Linked DNA regions of Mus musculus: region 2 is linked to region 1. A link is a contact called in public Hi-C data. All regions are on one chromosome and are shown on one strand. Each heading gives the region's core, a stretch centred on a gene start, on an enhancer-like site or on the middle of the called end of the contact. The rest is flanking DNA. Distances are from core to core; before and after follow the strand shown.

Region 1 (7,389 bases), core at 1,682-4,181:
CTGAAGGAAAGTACCCTGGAGGAAGGTAGAGTCTGTAAGCATTTGTCAGTTAGGAGTTGTGACAGGTTAAGAGAAGAGAAGGCAGTTACAGGTGACTCAAAAATTAGTTTTTTAGACTCTCAAATAAGGAGTTCAGTGGCTGCTAAGGTATGAATACAGGTGCCTATCCGTAGATGGTTAGATCTAGTTTTTTTTTTTTTTTTGACAGGTGTGCTTGTAGCAAAAGAGGGTCCCAGTTGGTGATCCAGGACTCCAAGGGCAAATCCCTCTTTTTTGGTTACATAGAGCAAGAAAGGATTAGTCAGGTCAGGGAGGTGTAAGGCCAGGGCCTTAAGGAGAGCCTCTTCGAGTCTTTGAAAAGGCTTGATAATAGGTTTGAGAAGAGGTTCATGGGTGGGGCCTGATGCTGCTTCATATAAGGGTCAGGAAATAAGGGAAAAGGAAGGAACTCAGGAATGTAAAAAACTGACTATTCCTAGGAATGATAAATCTCTTCCTTTGTAGAAGGAATTCTTAGAAACTGAATTAGATTCTTTCTATCTAAGGTAATATAACCTTGTGAGTTGAGCTAATTGTTAGTCCCAAATAGGTAGCCTGAGGAGTAGACAGTTGGACTTTAGAAGGTGAGACCCTGTAGCCTTGACTGGACAGGAAATTTAGAAGAGCAGAGGTGTGAGCTTGACTAATTTTTAGAGAGCATTTACAGAGAAGAATATCATCTATGTAATGGACACTCTTAGATTTGGAAAAAGGCAGAGAAAGGAAGTCAGAAGCCAGAGCCTGGCCGAATAGGTGAGGTAGAACAGTCCAGGTGAGTTGAGTAGAAAAGTGGGTGTCAGTGTCAGTCTAGGTAAAGGCAAAGATGTTCTGTGAGTGGGCATCTAGAGGTACATAGAATGCATCCTTGAGATCTAAGACCTAGAAATGAGACGTTCCTGAAGGGATAATGGAAAGAAGTATATAAGGATTAGCCACAACAGGATGGAGAGAAACCACTGCAGAATTAATGTGCCTGAGATCTTGGACCAGGCAATAGGTTTCTTAACTGCTAGTATGGGTACTAAAGGTGGAAGAGGTAGGAGGGAGGAGTTTTTTCCTTAAGAGGTCAAAGACGATAGGCTTAAGTCCCCTGAGGCTCTGGAGAGAAAGAGGGTATTGAGATTTGGTGATGTACCTGGTAGGGTCCAGTAATTGTATGACAAAAGGATAATGATGTTTAGCAAGAGAGGAGTTCTAAAGGTCCAGACTTGAGGGTCTACTTGAGAAGCTGGCAAAGGAAACAATATATTAGAGTTAGTAGGTTGAGTGGCAAGGAGGAGGAAGAGGAAGAGGAGGAGGAGGAGGAAGAGGAGGAGGAGGAGGAGGAGGAGGAGGAGGAGAGGGTCTGCTGGCAAGGTTGAGTTTAGGTGAATGGGGGGGGGGAGCAAAAGAAATAGAGGCTCCCAATTTATCTAGAAGATTCCTTCCCAATAAGGGGACAGGACACATTGGCACTACAAAAAAGGAATGGGTGAAAGGAACACCTCTAAAAATGCAACTTAGTGGTGGGGTTTGGTGAGGAAAGCAAGGCTGTCCTCCTACCCTGACACCAGGGGAACAAGAAGGAGAAGTAGGATCCCAAGACTTCATCAGGACTGAGCAAGCAGCCCCAGTGTCCAAGAGCACAGTTGATGTAACCTCCATGCCTTCATCAGAGGTTGTCTCTGTTCCCTTGAGGCTTTTCAGAGTGACACCAAAGTATCTGCATGCGATGAAGATCCAAACCCTATCCTCAATCATTCTCTTCACCATCTTTCTAATAAAGTCCACCCAGACACAATGGGACACAGGGGCCAGCAAAGAGAATGGGTTTCCTGAGTTCACACTATCTCACCCAAGATGTTCCAGGGCATTGCCCATCCAAACCATCCCCTGTGGGAAATCAGACAGTGAGCTGCCTGCCCTCTGACAGGGAAAACAGCAAGGGCTAGAGAATCTCCAACTGTCTCCCAACTCCTTGAACCATTCTAATGTTGTGAGATCCCTTGGCAGATTATGAGAGCCAGTTTGGACAGGCCTCTGGACCCTTCCTCCTGCCACCTGAATTGAGAAACAATTTCCCCAGCTGCCTCCTCCTTCTTACTCAAGAGAACAGAGGGGGCAGCAGGAGCCCAGGGCAGATACCATCCCAGGCACTGGCCAGAAAGCATCATGTGATAGACTAATACCCACCAGGTTGGACCCACTCAATCTTTCTCCATCCCAAACCAACAAACATCTTTCCTATGTCTGCCCTTTGTCCCTCCAGGTTTCAGAGTCCAGAAGTAATGAATACTTTCCAATGTGTGTCAATACTGGGTCTGCTAGCATGGCATGCCTCTCAGGTGGAGGTTGTGTCAGCCCATAACTCCAAGGACCTGCCATCAGTGCCTGCCAAGCCCAAAGGGGCTCCACCAAGGTAAGCTGAGAACAACCCCAACTCTGAAACTCTGATTTCACATTCTATCTGATGCTCCTGTTTGAAGATCAAGGCTCAGTTTTGATCCTGTAGTAGCTACCTTTTCATAGTCCTGAATGTAAGCTTCTAGGCTCACGCTGAATATTGTCTACCAATAGTGAGTCTTTCATCTTCTTTTGGCATGGCATCTCTAAGAACCTCTTACTTATCACAGTAGCCATTGCTATCTCAACGTGATACCTTGACTGTCTTATATCTCTCTGGCTTTAGAATTCTCCAAGATAATCTGTTCTCATTGGTGAAGCACACCTCCTCAATCAGTCCTACTAAGCATAGTTCCCACATGACCCTCCAGTCCAATCCCAATTTTTTCTTTGCTTCTTAACTTGGTGACATCAGTGTGGTTGATGAGTAAGCTTCAGTGTTACAAAACTGTGTAACACCATGGCCACAGAGATCAAATCTTACTGGAATGCACCATGCTCAAAATTTGGCAAGTGCGAATAAATTACCAGTGAACAGTTTTGTGGGGAGGACAGCGAAGGGGAGAGGTGAATGAGAACATAGGTTGCCACACCAACCCCAGTAGAATCTGTGTGACAAGTTCCACAGACTGAGGTGAAAACTTCAAAAGAAGGAGGCCTCCTGGAACCGGTTGTGGAACTCTTGGCTGGCGCAAAATATTGATCCGTAGTTCTCATGGCAATTTATCTGTTTTGTTTTCTCTCATTCCTTTTCTTATTAATGACATGTTCCTGGTAGCCTAGGCCACGATCTTCAGCGACAATAATGGGTAAGAAACCATCCCTTGAGATGGGGGGAGGGGGTCACTAATATGGTCTTATCTCTGGGGAAACCAACACTTTACTTCATACACCATTTATAAAATTATATAATAGTATTATGACAGATAAAAACTTTCCCAACAATAAAATTTCATATGACTTCATGTGTGTCATTAGGGGTGGGTTTTGGTATATGATAAAGAAAGCCTTAAATAAAAAGAATTAAAATAGTTTAAATTTATACGTTGAAGTTTTATAAAAACTCAGACATTAGATGTTAAACAATAATTGTCCATAAAATTTATTAACCCGCTCTTGGATACATGTCACTAGCCTTGGGTGATTGATTATATCCTTTCAGAGTTGTTATACTTGGATGATTTCTATTAATCATGGTGTCACCTGTTCTGTTTGTGATTCACTGAGTACATCTTTTCAGAGTTGAGATGCTCGCTTGATTTTGGTGCTTTACTGTGCCAAATGATAATGATGGTATTTGTGATTGTTTCACTGTACACATCTTCTAAGTGTCGTAATATTTGCTCTTTTAATGTACAAAAACCCATGCTTTAGACTTGCAAAATACACTCAGATTCAAACTGCCTCTGTGTTTGTTTCTGTTTGTCACTGCTGAATCCTTACCCACCTAGCTTCGAGGACCCTCATTCCAGGGACCCCATGCCCGACTGGGGTGGTCCGTGAAATAGGTAGTAATACACATGTAAGAAAAGATCAGTGAGAAATGCATTTCTTTGTATGCTAATAATAGCATTATGGTGATATAAGGAATATGCATGAGACGTCGTGTAGCCTTGCATTCTTTCCAGCTTCCTCCCTATAGTCCACTGTGCTTCCCACACATTTACTCAAACCTCATGTCAGATTTCATTCTTCCATTTTCTAATTATTTCCTAGATACCAGGAATCACTCCAGAAGGAGATGCAATGTGAGGAGTGGGTGTGGCAGCAGTCCCAAGAAGGCGCCAGGCACTGCAGCTAAGTCTTATGACTTGCATCTGACTTCCTCATACACCTGAAAATAAGCCACAACCATCGTGAGAGTTGCGCAGGTGTACCAGGATACTGGCGAATCCATTTTGGTGGAGACATGACCCTGTTGCCCTGATTAGCTGAAGCTGCGTGCCTGGTGAGGTGACGTGGCCTGCTGTGAGTGGATGAGGGCTGAGAGTATATAAGAGTGAGAGGCCCGGGTTAGTGAGAGGATTATTATTCGAGAGAGGATTATTATTATGAGGAGATATAAACAAAGAGAAAGAGGAAGACTGAAGTTTGCTGAATAAACTGCTGTTAGAAGGACTGGTGGTCATGTCGTTCTTGCTGGTCAAGAGCAGACGCGACAATGCAACACAGCCTTAGCTATGACGTTCCCTTTTCAATGGTGGGGAAATGAGAGTCCAGAAGCAGAAAAATCAGAATGAACAGGATAGACAAAGGTTCAAGGCCTTTGGCCCGAGGGTCTCTCAGCCATGTGCTCCCTGTCACCCTCTCTGTCCTGTCTGTAGTGTCCCCGTAGGAAAATGGAAGTCTTGATAACACAACAGCTACTGAAATGACCCGAGGAAGGGAAAGCCTCTGTTCAGGGCCTTCATAGCTGAGCTGTGGCAGTGGGAGTGGGGTGAGGTTTGATAAATTAGAACCCACTGGTCTGTGACTCTCAAACTAATTTTTATTTTTATTTCCCTGATGGTGTACAATGCCAAGCACTCTCTCTCTCTCTCTCTCTCAATCTCTCTCTCTCTCTTAAATTATTTTGTTTTTTTACTTATTCACTTTACATCCTGCTCACTGTCCCCCTCCTGGTCACCCCATCCAACAATCCTTCTCCTATTTCCTCTCTTCTCTTCCTCTGAGGGGGTGCGGTCCCTCTGTGTATCCTCCTACCCTGGCACTTCAAGTCTCTGAAAGGCTATGCATATCCTCTTCCACTGAGGCCAGGAAAGGCAGCCCAACTAGAAGAACATCTCCCACATGTAGGCAACAGCTTTTGGGATAACCCCCAGTCCAGTTGTTCAGAACCCACATGAAGACCAAGCTGCACATCTCCTACATATGTGCAGGGAGTCCTAGGTCCAGCCCCTGTATGTTCTGCTTATTTGACATTTGTTTTTCTTTTTTTGGAGAACTGTCTGTTCGGTTCACTTATCCATTTATTGTTTGTCAAATACACACACACATATGTATATATATGTATATGTATACATATATATATATATACATATGTGTGTGTGTGTATATATATATATATATATGTACACACACACACGTATATATATTTCACTTTGCCAGTTGTGTTCCTTGTTAGACAGAAGCTCTCTGAACTTTATATAATCTTATTTGTCATTTTGAACATTATATCTCTATCTCTGAATTTATTACATTGAATTTAATATATATAATTATATTAGAAAGAGTTCCTGTATATAGTGATACTTCAGTGTCCTCTCCCTACATTTTCTTCTAGAAGTTCCAGAATTTGGGATTAAGAATATTTTATTACAGTTTTGAACTTGTGCATGTATGTGTAAGTATATGCATGTATATGTATATGTGTGTGTATGTGTATTCGTATGTGTTAAAATAACATGGTGTGTGTGTGTTTGTGTGTGTGGAAATCAAAGCTTGTGGAAGTCAATTCTTTCCTCCCATCATGTATCTGAGGACGGAATCCATGCCATCAGGTTTCGTGCAGGCTTCTTTATCCACTGTGCCATTTCACTGGATTTTGTAAATATGTAAAAGTCCTACCATAAAGATATTTAGACATCCATTTTTATTGGTACACGATCCTCAGGGGCCAACCTAGGAGTCCCCTCAGAAGAAGACTGTGATACCTACACAATGGAGTCTTCTTCAGCTGTAAAGAAAATGAAATCATGGCAATGGTAAGAACATGGAAGAAACTAGAAACTACTACGTTTAAGCAAAGCATCCCAGACTCAAAAGACTAGAGCTGTGCCTCTTCTAAGAAGAAATCCTAGACTTGTGTGCATATATGGGGTTGTAGATTTTGAAATTAGAAAGAGGAGAAACAGATATTGTGAGAGAACATTGGCAATGAGTGAGGAAGAATAACAAAATATGTGTTCTGTACCAGGAGTGGGGAAAAGACGTAGCAAGAAGATAGAGGGGATGGATAGAAGAGTGGAGAGGGAGGGTCAGTGAAAGCAAGCTATGTGTGGCTGTAACATAATGAAACTCATTATTTTGTATGCTCAGTTTTTAGTTACAATCTTCTTTATTCTTGAGAGAGAATTTGTACGTGTGTAATGAAATATGATCACACCCACTCATTTTCTTCTTCCAAATCTCATCAACTTTCCCATCCTGAAGTCATGTCTTCTTTTTTGATAACTCACTAAATTAAAGCTGCTCATGTGTGAATGGGTGAGGAGGGGGCCATTTACTGGAGCATGGGAAACCCCACCGGTTTCCCACTGTGGCAGTGGGAACACTCCTTCTCAAAGCATGCTTAGCTCTCCTCCATCAGCTCTCAATTGCCAATAACTCTTAATTAAGTTATAGGGTTTGGGGTACACTTTCCTCACTTATGCCAGAATTGGCTGAGTTTATCTTGTCCAGGTCTTCTGTAAGTAACCACAGTTGTGGGTTTAGGAATGCAACCACCATGTCACATCTATAAGACAGCACTCCACAGCACTCCTTCTCATTCTCCAGCTCCTACATTCTTCCTGCCTCTTCTGCAATATTTCCTGAGCCATGGTGGTGATAGGAGGTCATTGATAAAGATGTCCCAGTTATTTAGGACTGACCCTCCATCTCCTGTTTCTAGTGCTGTGACCAATTGAGTGTTTCTGCATTGATTTATTTTTTTATTATTTTTTATTTTTTTTCCAAAAACAATTTTTTATTAGATATTTTCTTCATTTACATTTCAAATGATATCCGGACAGTCCCCTATACACAGCCCTGATCCCCAACCCACCCACTCTTGCTTCCTGGCCCTGGCATTCCTCTGTACTGGGGCATATAATCTTTGCAAGACCAAGGGCATCTCCTCCCAATGATGACTGACTAGGCCATCTTCTGCTACATATGCAGTTAGAGATGTAAGCTCTGGGGGTACTTGTTAGTTCATATTTTGTTCCTCCTATAGATTGCAGACCCCTTCAGCTCCTTGGGTACTGT
Region 2 (7,389 bases), core at 2,702-5,201, 60 kb before region 1:
TCAAAAAGTCATAACCAAACCAAACCCTTTTGCTTTTGTTCTTGACAGTGCCTTCCTATGTAACTCTGGCTGGCCTGAAATTCATTCTGCAGACCAGGCTGGCCTTGAACTTGCAAAGATTCCTGTGGTTCGGCCCATCAAATGCTGTGATTACAAGTGTGTGCTCTCATACCGGACTCTCTTTTCACTTTTACTAATAGTATAAGATTGTTACATTTATTTATTGGATGTGTGTGTGTGTGTGTGTGTGTGTGTGTGTGTGTATACACATGTGCCATAAATATGTGAAGGTCAGAGTGTAACTAGCAGGAATCAGTTTTCTCTTTTTACCATGTGGGTTGCAGGAATTGAACTCAGGAGGCTGGAGAGGTGACTCAGTGGTTAAGAGCACTGACTGCTTTTCCAAAGGTCCAGAGTTCAATTCCCAGCAACCACGTGGTGGCTCACAACCATCTGTAATGGGATCTGACACACTCTTCTGGTGTGTCTGAAGACAGTGACAGTGTACTCACATACAATAAATAAACAAATCTTAAAAAAAAGAAGAAAGTAAAAGAAAAAAGGAATTGAACTCAGGTAGTCAGTCTTGTCAGTAAGACCCTTACCTCTTGAGCCATATCACTGGCCCTACATTTTATTATTTGTATTGATACCAGCTGTCTTCCTCAGTCACTCTCCACAGCTGTTTTATTAAGGCAATGCCTTTCACTTGAGTCCAGAGCCTGCCAATCCAGCTAGTCTGGTTATCTAGCTCTGGTGATCCCTTGTCTCTGACTTGTGTGTGTGTGTGCTGGGATTACAGGCAGCCACTGTGCCCACCTGGCATTTATGTGAGGGCTGGAGCTCTGAATTCCCAACCTCACACTTCTGCAGCAAGTGCTTCACCCTCTGAGCCATCTTCCTAGGCCCTGAACTCTTTCACCCTGTCTTGCCCTGGCTGGTCACCTTCATCATTCAGGACCTCTGGGGCAGGAATTCCTTCCTGGCTGGGTCAGGTATGTTCTTTGGGTTCCTGCAGCTCCTCAACACAGTTCTGACCATGCCGGGATGTCACAGTCTCATGATGGCCTCTGTTTTAGGAATCATGGGATAAAGTCTTGTGTGTTATATTTCTTTTTAAAAAAATTTTTTTTCATGTGCAATTGGTTTCTTGCCTGCACATATTTCTGTGTGAGGGTGTCAGATCCCCTGAAACTTGAGTTACAGACAGTTGTGAGTTGCCATGTGGGTGCTGGGAATCAAATCTGGATCCTCTGGAAGAGCAGTCAGTGCTCTTAACCACTGAGCCATCTCTCCAGCCCCAAGTGTTGGATTCTTAAATTTTTAAAAAATTTCTTTTGTTATAGTAAAGACTTGGCTGTTGAAGAAGAAAGAAGATGAAGGAGATGGTTCAGTGGGTAAGGTGCTTGCCGTGCACGCACAAGGACCTGAGTTCTATTCCCACCACCCACGTTTTGCTAGGCGTGACCATGACTATTCCTGGTGCAGTGGTGCAAAGACAGGTGGAGACAGACTCTGTCACAAACAACGTGCAAACAAACACCCTCTCCCCAAATGAGATAGGATTTGAAAGGGGGGGGAACACTGATGTAGGCCTGAAAGAGATTGGTGAGACAAAGGCTAAAATAACTCGGCTACTTGATTGAGTGGAAATTTGATGATGTGGTTGAGATAGAGTAAGGATGGGGTGAACGTAGGGTTCGACTGAGTGGACGTGGAGGTTGGTCAGGTTGCTCAGTTCGAGGTGCTGGAGGTGAGGTAGATCCTACCCTCCTTTCAGCATTGCTTGTCTGCATCCTTCATGAGGTCATTAGTGAGATCTGCAGCTCTGAGTGGACAGCTTCTCACCCTTATTCCCTACCTAGATATGCAAGGGCTAGAGGCTGGAGGAGGTGAGGGTGGGCTTACCGTTGCCCCTGGTGAAGTTGAAAAAGACGGGGTATGCGCCTCGGCCACTGAACTCCTCCCCTTTGTCCACAAGAGCCTCCTTCACAGTTTGGTATCCGCTGAGGACTATCACAGGCCTGGACCCCAGGTACACCGTGAACACCGACCCATACTCCTTGCTAAGCTGGAGGTAGAAGAGAGAGTTTACAGGGGGCTTAGTGGCCGTGGCAACCCTTCCTGGCTCCATTGCCCTTTGCCCTTGCCAAGTCTCCTGCACCTTGGTGAGGGAGGTCAGCAAGTCTTGGGAGCGAAGCTGCAGCAGGTTTCCCAGGATTGGGAGAGGTTTGGGTCCTGGAGGCAGCTGGCCCTTGCCCCGTGAGCTGAAGGTCAGGGACAGAGAGATGACAGCCAGGAGGAGAAGCAAGATGGCTGTGCTCACACCATCCATAGTGAAGGCAGCTGCAGCGCCTGGAGGGACAAAGAGGGAGAAGTCAAGTGTGGGGTCCCCCTACTTAGTTCTTCTGGAACTTTCCTCCTTTGAACCCAGGCAATGGGACTGTGGAGGGAAGGGGAGGTGGAGTGATGTCAGAGTGTTAAGAGGGAGAGGGGGAAGAAGGAAAAGGGGAGAAGGAAGAGTGTGTGTGAACACAGACTAATTGTCAAAACATAAACGTGCGAAAGGAATGCAGAGATAGGCAGAGACAGACAGCTACAGAAACCCAAAGCAACAGTCACAACATAGGAAACAGTGGAATCTATGTCTTTTCTGTTTACGTAGCTGTATTATCTATCAGCTAACAATATATTGTCCATTAACCATCTATCTACTGATAGTCTATCATCTATCAATAATCCATCTAACATCTATCTATCTATCAATCATTTTTCATTTATCTCTCATCTGTCTATCTTAAACCATCTACCAAAACACTGGTTCTCACAAAAAGAAATAACAAAATATAGAGAGACACGCAGAGATGGGTACAGACAGAGAAAATCACAGGGAGAGGGGAGAGGGGACAGGGGAGAGGGGAGAGGGGAGAGGGGAGAGGGGAGAGGGGAGAGGAGAGAGGGGAGAGGGGAGAGGGGAGAGGGGAGAGGGGAGAGGAGAGAGAGAGAGAGAGAGAGAGAGAGGGGGAGAGAGAGAGAGAGATGACTTCAGAGAAAGAGAAAGAAGAGAGATGGCGTTGAAGAGACGGATGCACACACACTTTTTTCCCTGGTCTATTAAGACAGGGTCTCACGTGGCAGGCCATGCTGGCTTCAGATTAATCCCAGCTGCAGCCTCTTGAGTGCCAGGATTATAGGTATTCACTGCACCTAGCTCAGAGATGCACACCAAGAAACAGAGTCAGACCAGCCACAATGTTGCACACCTGCAACCCAGCATGGGGGAGGCAGAGGCAGGAAGATATTAAAGGTTTGAGGTTAGCCTTTCTACATAGTGGGTTTCTAGCCAGTCCAGGGCCATGCACACAATCTTGTCGCAGGAAGCAAAACAACAAAACAAAACAAAATAAAACAAAACAAAAAACCCCTTCAAATAAAACAACAATAAAATCCCAAACAAATGAGCTCAAAGCCAAACAAACAACAACAAAGATGCCAAACAAACAACAACAAAGACGCCAAACCAGAAAACTATGAAACCATCCAGTGATAGACACTGCAAAATAAAGGATCTTAAAAGACATGTATTAAAATGACACCCATGATATTGCTGCTTGTCAAGTTAAAAAGAAGAAAATAAATAAGGAATAAAGGGTGTGGGGAAGTGGGGAGATGGATGGGAGACGGGAGAGAGAGAGAGAGAGAGAGAGAGAGAGAGAGAGAGAGAGAGAGAGAGAGAGAGAGAGAGAGAGAGAGAGAGAGATCCTTTTAAAAGGGCCTGGAGACTGGAGGACAAACGGCATGCATGGTCCACAAGCTGAGACAGACATACAAGTCCCAGAATTGATTTGCAGAGACAGAGACAGAGACCTCTCTTGGGAGCCACCCCTCACCTGTATCAGTATTCTGCAGCAATGTTCTGAAGTTCTTGTGTGTGCTGCAGTGTATGTGTGTATGTGGGGGCAGGGCATGCCCTTAAGTTGTCTCTCCATGCTCCTCCTCTGCCCTGCCTTCTTTCCTGGTTCTTCCAGTGATTTTAATCTCCTCCTACCATCCTAGCATACCTTGTCTATAGACCTTGGGCTCTTAGCCAGCTGGCATGGTGGGGTAAATGTGGCCACACCTCTAGAACCCTCTGTCACTTGACTGGGTCTTCCTGGCTTGAAGGCTGACCTTAAATCCCTTTTGTGTGGACAGTACTTGCTATCTGCCTTAGGACAGAGCAAAGGCTTTCCGACTCTGGACCCGGTTCTTGAGGAGAAGGTGGGGTTATGGGGTGTTGGCTAAAATAATTAACAGGCCAGGGAGGGAGTATTGTGATCTAGTACTGGATCCAGTCCTAGTTTGAGCTCTTCTGTTCTGTGTTTATGAGTTCAAGTCCAGTTTTGCTTCCCTAGCTAGGAGGCCTTGTGTAAGGCCCATTCCCTTTCCATTGAGTCCTCATTTCTGGGCATCTCTCTCAGTGGATTCTTCTTGCAGTCTTGCAGTTTGTCTCTGAAATTCTATATGACTCTCATTCTGTCTCTCTTAGTCTGGCAATAAAATATCCTGAGACACGTATTAAAACAACACACATATGATATTGCTGATTGTCAAGTTAAAAAAAAAAAAGAAGAAGAGAAAGAAGGAAATAGAGACTAAAAGGGAAGGAAAGGTGGATATGTTGTAGCCAAGGGTCTGGCAGACCCTTAGAAGTGTATCCATCTTTGCTGTCCTTCTGAAGGGTAGGAGATGAGGCACTTGGAGTCATCCTTTCTCTTTAAGATTATTTTAAAAATTTAATTATGTGTATGGATCTGGTATGTGCATGTGAGTGCAGTTGCCCACAGAAGTCAGAGTCAGATTCCCCGGATTTGGAATTGTAGGCTGTTGTGAGCAGTGCAGGAACCAAACTTGGAGTCTCCGTAAGAGTGGTGCAGGCTCTTAACCCCCGAACCATCTCTCTAGTCTGGTCTTGTGTGACCGTGAATGTCTTAGAACTTGCTATGTAGCTAAGGGTGACCTTGAACTCTGGAACTTTCAGCTTCACCCCTGGAATGATGGCACTATGGGCATGTGCATCCGCACCTGGTTTTGGTAACTGGCGAGGATGAAATGCAGGGCTTCATGCATGGTAGACAGACCTCCCTGGCCCTCCCTTTCTTTCTCTCTGCGTTTCTCCCGTTCTTATCTCCCAGTAAGTTCTTGTAGGTTGTATCTCTTCTATACTATTGGCTTCTATGGCTTATGCTTCTGTGACTGTGAGTACAGTGGGCTTAGGCTGAAGGACGGTTAAGGAGAAAGGCAGGGCCACAGAAAAGGGATCGCAGACTCAAATCACACTCTCCCTCACTGCCTCATATAAGGTTCTCCTTCTGTTTTCCTGAGTCACTGCCCCCATGTCTGTTCTTGGCTCTCATCTTGGAAACTGTTCCAAGTTTCTCAACTTCTGTCCAGATCAGAAGGATAGAGTGCCAAAACCAGAGTTGGCCAGGGTGAGGGGAGAAGTGAGTTAAGGTCTAGTAAGCCCTTGGAAGTGCACCAGGCTTCCTCTGCCCTTCTGGGAGGCTGTGGGAGAGGAAGTAATTCAATACTTTAGGTCTCAAGTACTCAGTGAGATGGAGGTGGGGCAGGTGGTATTGTTACAGCCCTGGACAGGCTGGTTAGGGCTGGTCCCAGGAGAGGGGTGAAAACTTCCTTGTGGGATTACAAGCCTCCTGTTTCCCATAGCAGCAACCCCTACTTCTGGTGGGGAGGTGCAGTACGGGCTCCACTCCAGTCCTTTGACTTGACTTGAATCTGGTTCGAGGGCTACCCACGTGATGGCCTCACTGGGGGAACTCAGGATTCATGAAGGGTTGTTTTAGGAACTTCGTGTTTTTCTTCTGTTCTGACTTGCTGTGCTGTTCCAAATGGAACTTGGACTCGAGCAGAGATATGCTTTAGTCTTTAAGCTTGGTGCCATTGAGATTTTGGGGCTTATAATTTATGTGGAAGGCTGTGCCGTGTGTGGTAAGATGCCAGAAGCCATTTCTCCATCCATCTGGTTATGATAGAACCAAATGGCTTTGGAGGTTCTTCCTCGTTTTTGTTGTACACATTCTGTTTAGATTTATTTTGTTTTATATGTATGAATGTTTTGCCTGTGTGTATATCTGTGTACCAAACGCATGCCTGGTGCCTGAAGAGATCAGAAGAGAATGTTATATCCGCTGGAACTATAGTTAGGGATAGTTGTGAACTGAGCCAAATCTTTTACAAAAGTTATCTCTCCAGCCCTACGTGTGTTCTTTTTCTTTCCTTTCCTTTCCTTTCCTTTCCTTTCCTTTCCTTTCCTTTCCTTTCCTTTCCTTTCCTTTCCTTTCCTTTTCTCTTATTTTCTTTTTTCCTTTTCCTTCCTTCCTCCCTCCCTCCCTCCCTCTCTCTTTCCTTCCTTCTTTCTTTCCTTCCTTCTTTCTTCTTTTTTCCCCCTTTTTTTCCGTTTTTGATTCTGGAGATCAAATCTAAAGCCTTATATATGCTAAACAACCAACTGATAAAAGTTCTACCACTGAGCCACACCCCCAGCCCCTCACTGGGGGATTCCTGGCAAGTGTTCTACCACTGAGCCACGCCTCCAACCTCTCACTGTTAGGTTCTAGGCAAAAAAGTATAGTTACCAATAATGCACCCAGCCCATTACTGGTTGATTAGACTCACTCTTGATTTTGTAAGACTTTGAGGTACATCCATAGGTTATTTACTTAAGATTTCATGAATATTTATGTATTTGAGACAGGGTCTCACTATGTAGCTTTGGCTGGCCTTGAATTCACAGAGATCTGTTTGTTTCTGTCTCCCATGTGCTGGGATTAAAGGCATGCAGCACTTTGTCTGGTGCTTTGGCCTTAAAAATATTTATTTTAGCCATGCGTGCATGGTGGCACATGCCTTTAATCCCAACACTCAGGAGGTAGAGGGAGGTGAATTCCCATGAGTTTAAGGCCAGCCTGGTTTACTGAGTGAGTTTCAGGACAGCCAGGGCTACACCCAGAGAAATCTTGTCTCCAACAAACAAACAAAACAAAACAAAAAAAATTTATCTTATTATTTTAAATTTTGAGTGTGTGTGTGCACATGAATTCCAGTGCCTGAGGAGGGCTGTGGCATCAGGTTTTCTGGGGCTGAGTTATAGGTGGTTATGAGCTATTTGCAGGTGCTGGGCACCAAACTTAGGTCCTCTGCCATAGCAGGACTACTTCTTTTTTTAATTAATTTTTTCACACACTATATTTTGATCATGTTTCTTCCCCTCCCCAAATCCTTCCCAGATCCTCCCAACCTTTCTACCCACCCATCTTTATGTTCTTTCTTTTTATTAAAAAACAAGGACAAAAACAGAAGAAACAACTTTACCTCTTGACAAAACCCATA

The links. Hi-C and Micro-C count contacts between places; a contact is called where the count stands out from the background.
Region 2: a Hi-C map of liver shows a contact between it and region 1, with 3 times the contacts expected there. The contact joins the promoter of Cyp2f2 here to the enhancer-like site in region 1. A contact is called at or near these places in 5 of 39 promoter capture datasets (3T3-L1-derived adipocytes, liver, macrophages and 1 more), 4 of 484 Hi-C or Micro-C datasets (embryonic stem cells and liver) and 1 of 115 datasets of contacts at active chromatin or transcription factors (liver).

What each region holds. Positions count from the first base shown.
Region 1 is chr7:27,055,028-27,062,416 of GRCm38.p6, reverse strand. It overlaps the pseudogene Gm29754. Among named protein-coding and RNA genes, the nearest start is that of Gm51444, 23 kb to the right of the region's middle. Within about 2 kb of position 2,931, at least 3 of the 459 cell types and tissues checked have an H3K27ac peak or open chromatin away from gene starts, as enhancers often do. A contact at or near this core is called in liver, where this site is marked.
Region 2 is chr7:27,116,517-27,123,905 of GRCm38.p6, reverse strand. It overlaps Cyp2f2 (cytochrome P450, family 2, subfamily f, polypeptide 2), which reads right to left and starts at 3,951. Exons shown (of 10, transcript NM_007817.2): 1 at 3,891-3,951; 2 at 2,165-2,355; 3 at 1,909-2,071. The coding sequence starts at 2,335.